2 separate regions of the Lactuca sativa genome follow, and region 2 is linked to region 1. Evidence: chromatin contacts called from public Hi-C data. All regions are on one chromosome and are shown on one strand. The core of a region is the stretch at or near the end of the contact, and the rest is flanking DNA. Distances in the headings are between cores, read along the strand shown.

What was found. Hi-C and Micro-C count contacts between places; a contact is called where the count stands out from the background.
Region 2: a Hi-C map of leaf shows a contact between it and region 1, with 5 times the contacts expected there. The contact joins the promoter of LOC111911129 here to the promoter of LOC111911130 in region 1. A contact is called at or near these places in 2 of 4 Hi-C or Micro-C datasets (both in leaf).

Annotation. Positions count from the first base shown.
Region 1 is chr8:29,577,543-29,583,150 of Lsat_Salinas_v11, forward strand. LOC111911130 reads right to left here and starts at 1,526. Exons shown (of 14, transcript XM_023906914.3): 1 at 846-1,526; 2 at 170-256. The coding sequence starts at 1,319. LOC111911155 reads left to right here and starts at 3,057. Exons shown (of 2, transcript XM_023906946.2): 1 at 3,057-3,076; 2 at 3,133-3,853. The coding sequence starts at 3,057. The coding sequence ends at 3,853.
Region 2 is chr8:29,780,402-29,785,538 of Lsat_Salinas_v11, forward strand. It overlaps LOC111911129 (glucosamine inositolphosphorylceramide transferase 1), which reads left to right and starts at 2,945. Exons shown (of 4, transcript XM_023906913.3): 1 at 2,945-3,654; 2 at 4,239-4,361; 3 at 5,115-5,137. The coding sequence starts at 3,367.

The sequences.
Region 1 (5,608 bases), core at 276-2,775:
AATTCTACATATGGAATTATGGATCTTCCAGATGAAAAACGATAGCTTGATGTTGTTTTCATGGCCAGTCAAAATAACAAAATCACACATATTGACATATAGAAAAACATAAACCAGCAAACAGACAGATAGATATAGTAAGAGGTAATGAAGTTCCAGAAATAATCACCTGAAGCATATAACCCAGTCCTCGTATATTCTTCATCACAGTAAGCAGCATCAATGACAATGGGTCATCCTCCATGTTTCCTAAGATCTTACAATGATCAAAACAAGGCACTGTTGTAAATATGAGATCATGAGTGTTCATGCATGTATAGACACATAACCATTGGAGCACAAAATATGGGTAGTGAAAGTAGTGAGCCAGAATACATAAACCAAGCTTGTTTTGGGGTCTCTAATTTCCACTATTGTCTTTCTTTCAAGCTTTTTTTAGTTCTTTTATCATTCTATTTGTTAAATCCTAAAGAAATATTATTTAAAAACTAAGAAATATGAAGGTCTGGTTACTTTTGCTGCTAAGGACCACCAATGTAGATTTTAAAAGGTGAAGCAGTGAAGACGTTTGTTTAACAAAAAAGCACCAAATAATTCACGCAATCACCATCTCCATTATTTATAGTTCTCAATTGCATTTCCCTCACCTACCCAGACACCAAACCCGATAGGCCCATAATACCTGTTGCTTTCCCTAACTATCCTACATGTCCTTTCTCTCTACTTCCCGAACATCAGGTATGAAAACCGAAGAAGAATAAAAATTTCAATAAGTGGTCGTCGTTTTCGTTTGTAAAAGCATCAATACTCAGTACATTAAACTAAACAAAACTTAAAACACTCACAACTGCAAGCCTAGGAGGTCGAACTCCAACCCGAGGCTTGTGCCTTGCACGTTCAATCTCGAAACTCCTATCGATCCTCGATGAAATGAACTTCAACGAACTTCCGAACTTCAAACCCTCGCGCACAGTCCTCCCAATCCTCTCACCGCCGCCCTGCCGGAAAACCATTGAAGCTATCGAGCTCTGTAGCACCATCGATGCCAGTGCAAACGCAAAAACAGCAATCAATATACACAAGTAGAACAACGACGTTCCCCTGACTGAGCACAGCTTCCGAGGAACAAAGGGTCGGCCTCCGACGTGAGATCGGCGCGGCCGATCCGGTAAGCTGATGACTGCAGCAGATGATTTCGATAAAGGTATAGGCGCAGGTTTAGGGTTTCTCTTGGATGGGAATCGACCCCGGATCGGGTTTAATCCGGTGCCGTCATTTGAGTTGTCACCGTCGTTTGTACTGGGCGAGTTCTGGCCCATGTTTCAGCAATCTAACCGAGCAAACTCAGTTTTAACATTGATTCTCCATTGAAACCAAACAACGGTGAATCTGATGAAGATGATGAAGGATTTGATTTTTCACACACACAGAAAAAGAAAAAGAAAAAAAAAAGACACAAACACAAAAAGTCCCTTCTGTTTGGGCAGTTATGGTTATTAGATATAGTGTCTGTATATGTATAAATGTTATATGTATATGTATGTATGTGAGTATTGTTGTTTTCGAGAGTGACGGTGATTGAGATGAGATCTGATTTGTGATGTTGCTTTTTTCAGTTTAAACGCGTTTTCGAGAGGGGGGGAAAATGAGCATATTTTGATTTTGCGGGGGGCTAAAATGAATGCAAAATGTTCCAAAGATATTTTATTCTCCAATATATTTTTTATAAATATTTGTATTATTTTTATATCTTTCACGATTAAATTCTTAATTTTTTTATCATTCAAAATTTAATATAAAACTTTTTTTTTCTTATTATAACGACGATACTCTTTAATTCGGTAAATTCCCCAAAGTTAGTGTCCAAAAAGTTGGTATTTTTTAAAAATCTATTATGTCCTTAAACCAATCGGTTTCGGTTCAATCTGATTTTAAGAATTTTTATTAATTCTTTATTTAATATATATACTAGCCTTTTACCTTGGTCAAATGTCGGGTGTGAATTGTTTTTTCAAAAAATAGTTTCGAGAGGCTATTAGTCTTTTATGTAAATATTTTACTACATCTAAATAATTATCAATAAGAGTCATGTTAGCGGAAACGAAATCAATAATAATTAAAAATGAAACATTAGGATTCTTAATGTACATGAAGATATGATTGACTTTGCATTATTAATTGCAGGTCCGATGAAGGTCATGGGTAACCAAGACAAAGGCACATGTCCCATTCTTTTATGGGGCCCATTTTTTTTATAGAGTAGTGAGAGTATTAGTCCATTAATCCATTTGTTCAGTCCACTTTTGTAATTCGATCTGGCCACCAGGGAATTGGGCCGTACGCATTACGCAAGAAGCCAAGAAAGCAAGAACGCCAAAACCAAAAAAGTGGAAAACGAACGCCAAAACAGAAGGCAGAAACGATTGTGATTGATTATTAAGCTTCGACGCTTTATCCAACATTCCAGTGAGGCAGTGAGTCAGCGACCATCGATCACTAATTGCTAATCAAGTAGGGTTTAATTTTACAATCAAACACTCAAAGTCTTAAACCCGAATTGAATTTTTAGTCTGCATAATTGAGAATTGGTTATCAGAATTGTTTTGTTTATTGTTGGTTGTAATTTGCTATTTGCCGCAAAATTAAATTCTAGTTTTATACTTTTAGTTTATATGATATATATATATATATATATATATATATATATATATATATATATATATATGTCTTTTTACAATAAAACAGGAAATCAAGAATATATTATATATGTTATCACTTATCAGGTTTTAGAATAATAGAATTCAGTCAAATTCATTCAACATTCATGTTTCTAGTTTGTTTTTTGTTCTAGAATTCAGAATTGAGTAATGAGTATCTAGTTTGTTTTTGGTTCTAGTATTGAGAATTCATATAATGACTATTGTCTAATTTATTTTATAAGAAATTAAATGTTATCATAAATTGATTGTATTTATAATTTATGTTAACAAAAATTTAATGTTCAATTTGAATACTTTGTCTTTACACTTGAATGAATAGATTATCACAATCACTTTATGAGATTTATAGTTGAATGGTATATGAAATTTGAATGAATGTTGATTGTTGAGTGTTGAATTTTTAGTGATGAAGTCTAAACAACCATCTGGTAGTCAAAAACATAAAAATAAGAAAACTAGATGAAGAAAAGAGAAAGGCTAACTTTGGTACCCTAGATAAATTTATCTATAGACAACCTGTTGAAGAGCACGTTGAAGAGCAGGAGCATGTAGTAGTGGAAGTAGAAGAGGTAGAAAAGCAAGAGCACGTTAAAGAGCTTGTTGATATATGTGATCCAAAAAGGTGGGAAAAACTTAATTATGATGAGATTAAACTTTTGGTCGAGAAAGGTCCTAAAATAGATACTAGTATTATGTATGGTCCCTACGATAAATTTGGTAGACGATTTTCTGCAGCTTTATATACTATAACTTTACCAAATTTGGAGAAGTGTGATAGAGAATGGCTAGTATATTCGAAAGAGCAAGACAGAGTATTTTGTTTCTGTTGTAAAGTGTTTAGAAAAGGGATTTCGAAAGGTAAATTGGATGGTGAAGGTTATGCAGATTGGCACCATGTTACCACTAGGGTTAAAGAACATGAATTTTCCTTGGATCATTTTACAAATAGGAGTAAGTGGTTTGATATGCGTAAAAGATTGAATTTGAACGAAACAATTGATAAAGTTCAATACGAGCAATTCAAGAAAGAAAGAGATTACTGGAAAGAAGTCCTTTTGAGAATCATCGAAGTAGTGAAGTTTCTTGCTAAACATAATTTAGCATTTCGTGGATCCAATGAAAAATTGTATTAAAAAGGTAACTATAATTTGTTCTTTTTGTTCCAATTCCACCAAATCCCTTTTTGTTAATTATGATGCCTGATTCCACTTCTTATTTATTAATTATATTTAATAGGTAATGGGAATTTTTTGGGTGTCATTGAAATGTTGGAAGAGTTTGACCCGGTTATCAAAGAGTATGTACGGCAGATCACAAGTGACGGTCTTCATGTACATTATCTTGGCCATACGATCCAAAATGAACTAATATTTTTGATAGCTCAATAAATTAAAAAAGAACTTATCAAGAGGATAAAGGAAGCAAAGTACTACTCAATCATACTTCATTGTACTCCCGATTCAAGTCACCAAGAACAGATGACTATAATAGTGAGGTATTTAAAGTTATCATATAATTTTGTTATTGTAGAGGAGTCCTTTTTAGGTTTTTTGAATGTTGATGATACCACTGGAAAAGGACTATTTGATATTACACTTGAGGAGTTAAAGTCTTTTGGTCTTGAAATTGATGATATGTGTGGTCAAGGCTATGATAATGGAGAAAACATGAAAGGAAAACACCAAGGAGTGCAAAAGAGATTTTTAGATATAAATCCCAGAGCATTTTATACTCCTTGCGGTTGTCATTGTCTCAATCTAACATTATGTGTTATGGCTAACAAATGTGTTAAAGGAAAAAACTTTTTTGGATTCATCCAATGCATTTATACTATCTTTGCAAATTCTACTAAGAGGTGGGAAATGTTGAAAGATAATGTTAAATTTTGGAGTCTTAAGTCATTGTGTCAAGCTCCTTGGGAAAATCGGGCTAAGAGTGTAAAGGCTATTAAACTGCAACTTGTGGATGTACGGGAAGCTTTACTTCAAGTTGGAGAAAATGATAATGATGTTGCAATTGCTAGTGAAGCAACTTCACTAGCAGAAAAAGAAGTTAGTGACTTTGAATGTTTGGTATCAACTGTTATTTGGTATGAAGTACTAAACCATGTGAATATTATAAGTAAGAAGATAAAATCAAAGGATATGCATCTTGATAATGCTATTACAAAAATAAACAAATTGATTGGGTACTTCAAAGATTATAGAGAAACTAGTTTTTCAAAAGTGATTGTTGAAGCTAAGGAGATTGCTATTGAAATGGATATTAATTCAATATTTCCACAAAAATGGTTGATTGAAAGGAAAAAAAGATTTGATGAGAGTTAGTAGGGAAGAAGTTTAATTTACACCTGAAGAGAATTTCAAAGTCAATTATTTCTTGTACATTGTTGATCAAGTCATTTTTTCTCTTGAGACAAGATTTGAACAATTCAAAGAGTATGAAAAAGTATTTGGTTTTTTATTTCCACATAATTTGAGAGGAATTGAAGATAAAGATCTTAAGTTGTATTGTCATCCTCTTGAAAATGCACTCAAGTTTGAAGAAATATCGGATATTGATGCCGAGGAACTTTATACGGAGTTGAAATTATTTTAGACATTGGAAACCAATGAATTTAGCAACTCTATAGGGCTATGTTTGGTAGAGAGAATTAGTAGTAGAGAAATAGAGTATATTCCATTTCTCTTGTTTGGTTAGTACTTAAAAAGGAGAGAATGGGAAATAATTTAATTTCATTTCCACCAAATTAATTCTCTAAATTTTATTGAGAAAAGGGGAGAAACACTTCCCAGGGAAATATTAAAAAAAAGCGGATAATTAGTATCACGTTATAGGAGTCAATAATGGGTCTCACGTTCGAATCTTCTCCCTTGATTTTCGATTGT
Region 2 (5,137 bases), core at 1,695-4,194, 200 kb after region 1:
TTCAAAATAGATAACTTCTCCACATGAGCTCTATTTTCGATGTTCTTTGTATCCCCTGAATCCCCTCGACGAGCTCTACAACTTTCATTAAGGCACTAATATCTAATTCTTGCTTTAACAAAAATTTATATTTAGACCACTTTAGACTATTAAAATTCGTGTGAAATTCATAGCTCCTTTATACGAACTATGTTCTCAACTATTTTTATATCGACGGGTTTATATTCACGAGATCTTCAATTCTCATTTATATTGTTTTAGCTAACAATCAACTTCGATTTCTATGATCGCACTGTTGCGTTGAAACTTTGAAAAATCATAACTTCCTCCCACGAAGTCAGATTTGGTCTTTCTCTATATGCATGCTCTCGGTTTAAAAACTACTACAACTTTCATTTAGATCACTTAGGCTAAAAAGTAATTTATCAAAAAATCATTTTTTTTACGATACGCAGAGTCGTGTTGGTTTAATCGTCAAACTTCAATAAAGCATAACTTCTTTATACGAAGTCGGATTTCAGCTTTCTTTTTATGTATGGAATCTTTGTCACATATACTATAAGTTTTATTAATATTATTTATCATAAATAATCTTCTATCAAAAAGTCTTTTCTAGCACTTATTATGTTTTAATTGACTGACCCGAATCTACGGGTATTACAGATTCCATTATAGTTTTTTGTTTAATTAGGATGAAACCACAATCTTGCAGCAGGTAATGGTTCACATTCTGAAACCATGTGAATTTAGTCATATTTTTGGATTTTAATTATGGTAATGGTAAGGCTTTGCCATGAATATTTGTTATTTTCTTATGCAGGGTGTCTATATCTTTGAAATGGGTACATGGAGAGTTTGTGTGTGGTAGAAGCATGCTCTGATGATATTTATAACCACAAAATACTCTAATTTTGATGTTTTATAGTTGATTTAAATCATGTTGATGATTGGAAGCATTTTATGTAAATTATAAAAACTTTTAAGTGATTTTCATGTTTGTCAATTCTTACTACATTGGTCTTTAAAACTATTGCTGCTCTATATACAAATAATGTTGGGTTATAGTGAATCATACAAAATCTTTTTAGCAGATATTTTACCCATATGATGTATCCCTGTTATTGAATTTGGATTGGTTGGTTTATGGATATGCTTATGTTGTTGTAGTCGAACACATGTAATAAATGGTCGTTCTTGTTGCATATCCATGTGAGATTTAGGGGTTGTTTGATATGGTGTCTAACTGGGTCCAAAGAGGGATTGGGTCCATAAAATATCAGTTGACATGTTTGATAGGGATTATGGATGTAAGGACTCGGTCCAATAAAAACAGCAAACTCGGTCCTTGCTTTCTATTTGATGGACCGAGAAAAAAAAAACAAAAACCAACGTTGCCCTACAAAAGTTGTGACTGAGGTTCTAATTTCATCCTCTCCCTCCGATAACCTCCCCTCGACGAAGCAACGAGAGTTCCAGTCGTGATCAAAAGTAACAGAGGAACAACCGTGATCAACAACATCATCAACAGGTATCGATTTTCTTTTTTTGTCCTTATTTTTTCCTTATTGCTTTCTATTCTTCTACCCACATCAATCTCATAAGCTCAAGAAGCTACACTGACTTTCTCACTAACACAAGCCGTGATTTCAATGGTTTAATGTATTCTTAATTTAAGGATCAAAGCTTATTCTCAACTATTCTTAAGATTACTCAGGGAATTTCCAAAGTTCTTAATGTTTCTTGCAAGTTGCACTCAGCAAGATATAGTGGGTATTCCTGTACGTTATTCTGTCATCATTCTCATTGGTTCTCCTGAAATCGCAACTAAAAAGAAAATATGAGTTGTCTAAAATGATAGAGATCCAACATAATGCACGACATTGGGACAAGGCTTTATTTTCAGAAAAGCATGGGGTAGACCTTATCTACATTAATGCAGAGAAAAGATACAAGGAAGAAAGATTGTATGAAATACTTTGCGGATGACTTGTGTGGCTGAAGGTTTCTTACATCTTCATGTGATGTCTTGCAAGTGCCAAGAAATATATAAACTCTCAAAAAAGGTTATGTGATTTTGAAGTGAGGCTCCATAAAAGAAAAGGCTAGCAACGGGTATTTTCGTCAATTTGGCTCTAGAAAAGATAAAGTTGCAGCAGTCGATCTGTATCAAGATAGATGAAAGAAAAATAAAGGGAAATGTTCATATTGTTGTGGGTTAGTAGGTCTTTAATCTTCTATCTCAGTCAGCTTCTAACCCAGTCAGCTCTAACTCAATAAGCAACTATCAAACGACCCTTTGATGTTCAAATATGTTGTTATAACAATATTTGTAGCTTCTAGATGTTTAGACATACTAGAACTTGTAGATTCCCTAAAAAGTTACTGGAAATAACTAGTACTTTCTTTGATTTGTTTGTTATAGCAATATACTTATAATTATTCTTATATAACATTATACTTTAAATAAATTCAAAAGATTTTTGATAACTTTTTTTCTCAAACTAATAGATTTTATGCAGCACAAAACATAATGGTAAATTGGTTATTTTCATCATTCAGGACAATCGTTCATATGTATAATCAAACAACATGGTTTCAGCTTCTATCAGAAATAGATACGGATAGATCTTACTTAGTCAATAACTATTAAAAAGCCATCAATTTTTTATGGACAAAATATAAAAGAGCCTCTAACTTTTATGGACAAAAGATAGAACTAACAGCTTTCAATTATCACATACAAGAATCGAAATCGTTATACAAGATTTAAACAACTTACTTCCTTTTATCCTTTACCTTCTTATTAAATGCAATAAAAGAATTGAAAAGACGGAAAACGTGAGTTATAACTTACAACTCACACGTCAAGAAAACTTTTTGTAGTGTAAGCGGCAAATTGAAAATTACAACACATCTCGAGTCTTTAATATGATAATATCATTAGGCATCATTCTTGTTTCGGATTGTCGACATTAAACACATATCTACCTTTATTGGTGATCTACATGAAATTTATAGCTATAAACAATTCCCAAATTACACATACACATCATCCGGTTTATCTTTAATCTTTATATATATAAACACGCACGTCACGCTATCCCAACACACACCACCGCATAGGTGTCTGCCACCTTTTCTTTCACCACCATTTTGGGAATTTTAGATAGAGAAACAAGCACCACCCACTCAGAATTCTTGATATAATCTCCATCGCATATCGATATTTGGAGCGAATGCTTTGTGTAATTTGAAAACCCTTTTGATATTCAATAATCTGGAGATTTGTGTATGAGATGATCTGTTTATCGACGGATTGTTGATCGATTTAAATCACCGCCGTTGCAGTTTACTGTTCCCGGCGACATGGGTTCGAGTCCGTTTGTGGGCATTACCGGCGGAACGTCAGATAAAACCCACGGGTCCCGGTGGCGTGTGCACGACAATGGCGGTGGTCATTCACCGACTGTGCACTACCTGTTTGTTTCGTTTCTGTTGTGTAGTTCGGTTGGGGTTTTCTACATCTTTTATTTGTTCAACAACCCTAATTTGAATTATAACAATTCACTCGGTTGTCAAGAAGATAACGATGGTTCATGGGCAATCGGAGCTTTCTATGGCGATTCCCCTTTTTCTCTTAAACCCATCGAAGATGTAAGTTCTCAGCTCAATCGTCTACCTTCTTATGCATCTTCCTTATTTAGGGATTTACATTGCTCCCAAAAATTGATGATTTTGTTTATTTTTTTCGGAATCAAACTTTGTTATGGTTTATTATCTGAAATCATTACATTATTTTAAAAGCTCAGAACCTTTTTCTAAGATCTTATATATGAATGGACTATGGTGTGGGACTATTATGAACTTTTTAATTGGGGAATCAAAATAATTAAAGAAATTGTGTTTTTTGCTTGACTTTTTTGGTATATGCTATTATGATGCGAGTGTTACTCTTCAATGACTTTTTTTATTTAACTTCTTTGATTAATTTGAAAAACATTAGGCTTTTTGTGGGTTATAGATATATGATTGGATATATTATGATATATCTGATTTGGAAGTCAAATTAATTAAAGAAGCTGTCTTTTTTGCTGGATTTTGTGATATCTCAAGTGGGTATTACTGTTCTAAGATTCTCGATTTGAATGCTTTAATTAAATTAAATAAAGATTAGACTTTTTTTGTGGGGTTTTGATATATGAAGTGGGTCTTTCATCTTTGTTTGAATGGATTTGCAGATGAATATTTGGGACAACAAAAGTGCAGCATGGCCTGTAGCGAACCCAATTTTGACTTGTGCTTCTGTTACTAATTCTGGGTTCCCAAGTAATTATGTTGCTAACCCTTTTCTTTATGCTAAGGTAATTTCTTTATTGTATTTTCCTTTTCCAAATTCATGATCACATGAAATGAATTTTGATCATATATTCTGTTTTTTAACCAAGGATTAGGCTTCCACCAATCTGTCTTAAAGCATATGTCACTTTTATGAAATTTGATGGCTAAAGTTCATAAAGATGCACTTTCTTTAATTGTTTTTAATATCACTTCAAGATGTAGAAGATCTGTTGTATACCCTAATCAGGAATCTTGGATCCAGAGCTGGTTAAAGATTCACTTTCTTTAATGGTTTGTTATATTACTTGGTATAATATTTGCTCTTTTTGAAAAGGAAAAGAGGAAGTGGGCTCCTATCGTGACCTCAAATTATCATGTCTAGGATCTTATTTGAGTTAGTTGTTTACTCCCTTATTGTCTATATATAGTTTGTTCGGTTTTTTTAGGAAATAATGAGAGTTATAATCGCTTAAAAGTACCCTTTTTATAAGGGTTTATTAGTCTTTTCCAATCAAGGTTGATTGCTAGTGAATGTAGAATGAGCGTAACGAAAAGTAGATTTTTCCTATTAAATCTTGACTTCTTTCAAATTTGCCCTCATTTATTCAAACTAAGATGTTTCTTTTAAAGAACGATTAAATAACGAAAGACAGAAAAATGAGACTTTTGTCTTTTAAAGTCCTTCGTTTTTATAAACTTGCCCTTATTTGATTTTTCCTTCCGTTTCCCATATTTTTAAGCCATCATTTATCCTAACAACACTTATTATGACTCAGGATGATTTTCTTTACATGTTCTT